Linked DNA regions of Sus scrofa: region 1 is linked to region 2. The links are chromatin contacts, called in public HiChIP or PLAC-seq maps. All regions are on one chromosome and are shown on one strand. The core of a region is the stretch at or near the end of the contact, and the rest is flanking DNA. Distances in the headings are between cores, read along the strand shown. Region 1 has its middle 23 kb from the start of PFKFB3. Region 2 has its middle 120 kb from the start of PFKFB3.

Region 1 (2,700 bases), core at 172-2,671, 140 kb before region 2:
CTGATATCTAAAACCAAACCAAAACAAAACAAAAAAGCAATGCCAGGTGAACCTCGATTGCATAAGAGATGTCCCTTGACCCCTCTTTGGGGTTCGTGACACTTTTTATCTGTAGTCCTAGCCTCCAGCTCGTACCTGGCACAGAATAAACTGGCAGTAAATCTGCTGTGTGTGAAGTACTTAGGCCGTCGGGGTCTGAGCAGGTCTGTGCGGTGCAGCGAGGTCTGAGGAGGCATCAAGGAGAGGGGACGTGACGTGTGCTGGGGCTTGAAGGAGGGGGGCCATTGCCGTCTGGGACGGCGAGGGGGCTTTGCAGGCGGAGCTGTGTGGGGCGGGCAGAGGCCTTCTGACCTTGGACGGGTTCCCATTCCACCCCCTGCTCTATGAGTTACCCCCCTCCAATGTCTTTAATTAATTTTATTTTTGGCAGAGGCTGTAGCAGGTGGAGGCTCCCAGGCCAGAGGTCAAACCCGCCCCGCAGCAGTGACCTGAGCCGCAGTAGTGACGACACCAGATCCTTAACCACTAGGCCACCAAGGAACTCCTCTCCCCTATTTTTAAAAGCAACTTTTATTACAGATGTATAGACGGCTGTGACGGTAGTGCAGAGTCTCGCATCCACTGCCAGCTCCCCTCTTCCTGATCCTCCATTCGCTTGGTGCCTCTGCCACGGCTGATGAACCAATGCGGCCGCATGTTTCAAACCTTTAGAATATACGTTATTCACACACATTGTGCTCCATTCCGCGCTCTCTAGGTGAGAGCTGAAGTCCTTCTTCTGCCTTAGGAGTCCAGTTGGGGTCCTGCTTCCCATTGAGTGAGTCTTGTCTTCTCAGGCTCCTCTTGGTTGACTGTTTCTCAGACTTGCCTTGTTGGGGGATGACCGTGACGGTTTCGAGCACCGCTCAGTGTTTTGTCATCATCCCTCAGCCGGGAAAGGTCGGCTGTCTTTCCCATGGTTGGACGGGGGTGGACTTTCCGGGCGAGCAGAACCGCAGAAGTGGAGTGTGTTCCCGCCACCTCGCATCAAGCGTGTGCACGCAGAGCACAGCTGGTTACTGTTGACCTTGACCCGATGGCCTGGCAGAGGTCGGGTTGGCCAGGCCTCTCCCCTGGGAGGTTACGCCTTCGTCTCCCTGTCCACACTCTGCTCTTTGGAGGAGAGTCGCTGTGCACAGCCCACACTTGAGGAGGAGGAGCTGTGTTCCACCTCCTTAGGGTGGAGGAGCCACAGAAATTGTTGGAAATTCAGTTCTTCCCCCACATGTTTACGGATTCAGCCATTTATACCAGTTTGAACACGTGGCTCTTTATCTTACGCTTTGCATTACCATCCAGTCTCATTTTGTGCTGTTGCTCGCCTTGCTCCAGCTCTGGCTATTGGAAGCTTCTGCCCTTGGCCCACGTATCCCTTTAGCTTTCAACATCCCATCATGGTGTGGTGTTATCACACTTCCTTACTCTCGGGAACCACAAGATGCCCCAGGCTCACCCTGTCTTTCCCGCCCCCGCCCAGAATCAGCCGCTTCTCCAAGGAGCCAGGCATGGCTCCTTGTACCGGAGGATGGTATTAGAAACCCAGATCTGGGTGGCAGGTATGCTCGTTGCTGTTGGCGTGTCATTGGGTCCAGGCTGCCTCAGCTGATGGAGCAAGGAAATGCATGTGTGTAGAAAGGGACCCATCTGTATAGTAAGGTAAGCCCAGGTCCTGCTGATGTCCCCAACTCTGCTCCGATCTTTCTCGCCTCCCCCACCCGCTTGACGGTAACTTCCCACTGCAGCACCCGCTTCATTGCTCAGTCCCAGGGTCCCGACGAGCCCTTTGGGGGTTGTCAATCCACCCAGTGGACCCCAGTCCTTTCCGGAGCTACTTAGCTTGACTCTTCATCCCCCACCCCAGCCCTCAGGGATCCTGTTTTATGTGTTTGTGAAGCATTTCAATGTATTTGCCGCATTCTACGTGTCATCCTGGGATCCAGCAACATTCTAAATGAGTTTTTCAAAACCTATGTACATCAAGGCTTCTTCTTTGGCAGTGAAGTTTTACGGGCTTTGGCAAAGGCTTAATGTTGTGTAGTCACATGAGACTACCCTTCAGAACGGTTTCACTGCCCTCTGCCCTAAAAGCCGCCCTGTGCCACCCGTATTCACCCTGTGCCTGGCAGCCCCTGCTGTTTACTGTCTCTGCCGTTTTGCCTTTTCTGGATCACGTAGTGCAATCATACATTATGCAGCCTTTTCAGTCTGGCCTCCTTCACTTAGCATCGTGCATTTTCAAGTCGTCTGTACCCCTTTGTGGCTGGACAGCTCGTTTTTTATCCTGTTATCTGGAGGCAACCGTTTCTTTATCCGTTTCCCTACTGAGGGGCAGCTTGGCCACTTCTGGGTTTTGGTGACTATGAATAAAGCTGCTATGAACATTTATGCACAGGCGTGGGTTTTTTTTTGTGGATATAAGTGTGTCCATTCATTGGGTGAGTGGGGAGTGGGATTGCTGGATTGCAGGGCAGGGCTGTTTAGTTTCGTCTCTCCCGTGTTCTCAGACTCGCTGTACTGATGGCTTTTCTCCCGTCTCTGTCTTCCTTGGGGGAAACGTCCACCCCTGGAATGTTAACCCACTCGGCTATTCCCCATGGGCCCTCCTGTTCTTCCTTCCGGGCCGGGCTCTCCGAGAGCCGCCCCCTCTCCTGCCTCCTCTTA
Region 2 (2,700 bases), core at 134-2,633:
TTAGTAGAAGTACTTCATACGTTGCTGTCTTCTCCCGGAGATTTACGTTTTCTTCTGTCAGGTGCCCGAGGGCACTAACGACCTGACTACATCAATCCAGTTTCAGTGATTGAGCTCATTTGTTGTTGTTTTTTTGTCTTTTTTTGCCTTATCTTGAGCCGCTCCCGCAGCATATGGCAGCATATGGAGGTTCCCAGACCAGGGGTCGAATCGGAGCTGTAGCCGCAGGCCGACACCACAACCACAGCAAGGCGGGATCCCAGCCGTGTCTGCGACCCACACCACAGCTCATGGCAACGCCGGATCCTTCACCCACTGAGCAAGGCCAGGGATCGAACCCGCAACCTGATGGTTCCTAGTTGGGTTCGTTAACCACTGCCCACAACGGGAACTCCTGATTGAGCTCATTTGAAACTGAGCCATTGTCCCCTAGGGTGGCCTATTTATCAGGTAGACCCGTGAGGTCCCCATTCAAACAGAAGGACTTTCACCATGTCCCACTCCTATGTCTCTCCTTGGATCCAGTGCCCGGCCCCTTAGCCAGGTGAGGCTGTTGGGTCACTGCTCAGCCTCGGGGCCAACCTGTCTAGAAGAGCAGACGCCTCCAGGAGCAAAGTAGTTCTCTGCGTTCCTGAGTGAATCTCCCTGGCCTTTATCTTTCCCGCGGGCAACTCTTCACTATGTTTTTTGCTTCGTGTTATGTCCAGGTAGATGTTTTTCACATTTTTGCCACTGTACGAATTGTTCTCAGCAGGGTGTTTTGTTGCAATTCCCTGTTCTCTGCTTTCAGGAGTGGCCGTCTTATTGTTTCCATTTTAGAGATGAAGATACTGAGACTTGGCATCAAGGACTTTCCCTAAACAAAATTAAGGCTGGACGATAGACTCAGGGGTTGAGGATGACTTAGACCCGTCTTAGGGAGTACCACGTAATGTTTTCTTTTCCTCTTCAAGACTCAGGAAGGTGGGAGTTTCCGTTGTGGCTCAGTGGGTTAAGACCCTGACTAGTGTCCATGAAGATGTGAGTTCAATCCCTGGCCTCATTCAGTGGGTTAAGGACCTGGAGTTGCTGTGCCTGTGGCTAGGCAGGCAGCTACAGCTCTGATTCTACCCCCCCCCCCCCAGCTGGGAACTTCCGTATGCTGTGGGTGTGGCCCTAGAAAAAAAAACAAACAAACTCCAGAAAAGTTATCTGACGAGGTTATGCTACCAGTGCTGGGGAATTAACCTTTGCCACCAGAAAGACATTGCAGTTACGAAGCCGGGAGTGACTTAGTGCTGAGAAATGGGGAGAAAAGAGGTTTGGCGTGTGGGGAGAGGGGTAGAAGGCTTACCCGTTTCTCGGGAAGATCATTAACCAAGGCTTATATTTCTGGCCACTGGCTGAGTCATTTATACACACAACGTCAAAGCCAGCACCCGTCATTGCAGAAGTGAGGAGGCCATTTAATGTAACTCCGGATGTGATTTTCTTTTCTCTTCTATTCTTTTCTTTTCTTTTTTATCTTTTTAGGGCCACACCCATGGCATATGGAGCTTCCCAGACTAGGGATCAAGTCAGAGCTACATCACAGCCACGGCAACGCCGGATCCTTAATCCACTGAGCGAGGCCAGGAATCGAACCCACAACCTCATGGTTCCCAGTTGGATGCGTTTCTGCTGCGCCACCACGGGAACTCCACTACTGATGTCATTTTAATCTACCTTTTGGAAAATGGACGTTTACAGGCTTGGGGACATGGGACAAGAGTCCCGCATCGTATCCTCTCGTGCCTGTGACCTGGCCAACCTGCTTTCTTTCTCCACGCGCCAAGTCTGTCCTCCCTTGAGGAGCTAACAATTCAGATTTGTTCCTCTTTGGTGTGAAAAGTATAGTGAGGGAGTTCCCGTCGTGGTGCAGCGGAAATGAATCCGACTGGGAACCATGAGGTTGCGGGTTCGATCCCTGGCCTTGCTCAGTGGGTTAAGGATCTGGCGTTGCTGTGGGCTGTGGTGTAGGTTGCAGACGCAGCTCGGATCCCATGTTGCTGTGGCTGTGGTGTAGGCCAGCAGCTGTAGCTCTGATTAGACCCCTAGCCTGGGAGCCTCCATATGCTGTGGGTGTGGCCCTAAAAAGAGAAAAGACAAAAAAAAAAAAAGCGCAGTGTGGCTGGTGTTACTCACTCTTCCACCGTGAGACTGGAATAATGGTTTTGCTGTAACTGCTTGATTGTGTCACCCCGGGGGGTAAAGGCCTCCCGTGGGGCTTTCCGCAGGCTGTTTTTTCCTCTTCCCAGGGCTCTTGGGCTTCGTGACAGACCCTGTAAGCACAGCCGATGTGGCCTGGGTGGCCTGGCCGGGCCCGCCTCCCTGGCCTCATCTCAGGCCTTTCACTCCACCAGGCATATAACTTTCCACTCTCCCTCGTCCTGGTCCTTGGTCTCGCCCTTCTCTTGCAAGGCCTTTGTACCTGCTGTCACTTCTGGCGAACAGGTGTCCCCTTCCCTCCTCACCCAGTTAGCGCCTGGCTCATCGGGTGTCACATCCTCAGGGGACGACACGTCCTTCTCATGACCAGCTCAAGTCCCTGTGACACGCACTCCTTGGACCACCTGCCTCTCCCGCGGGAGCCCTGCAGGGGTCCTCTTGTGTTTCTTGGTGTAACTGCTTTGCCTCGCACCTGCTCTCTTGCCAGGCTGACGCCCATGGAGGTGGGACACG

The links. HiChIP or PLAC-seq counts read pairs in DNA pulled down with a chosen protein or histone mark.
Region 1: a contact with region 2 is called in an H3K27ac HiChIP or PLAC-seq map of alveolar macrophages. The contact joins two enhancer-like sites. A contact is called at or near these places in 1 of 47 Hi-C or Micro-C datasets (liver) and 1 of 2 datasets of contacts at active chromatin or transcription factors (alveolar macrophages).

What each region holds. Positions count from the first base shown.
Region 1 is chr10:64,880,577-64,883,276 of Sscrofa11.1, reverse strand. No RefSeq gene overlaps it. Among named protein-coding and RNA genes, the nearest start is that of PFKFB3, 23 kb to the right of the region's middle. Within about 2 kb of position 1,421, at least 3 of the 83 cell types and tissues checked have an H3K27ac peak or open chromatin away from gene starts, as enhancers often do. A contact at or near this core is called in alveolar macrophages, where this site is marked.
Region 2 is chr10:64,740,689-64,743,388 of Sscrofa11.1, reverse strand. No RefSeq gene overlaps it. Among named protein-coding and RNA genes, the nearest start is that of PFKFB3, 120 kb to the left of the region's middle. Within about 2 kb of position 1,383, at least 11 of the 83 cell types and tissues checked have an H3K27ac peak or open chromatin away from gene starts, as enhancers often do. A contact at or near this core is called in alveolar macrophages, where this site is marked.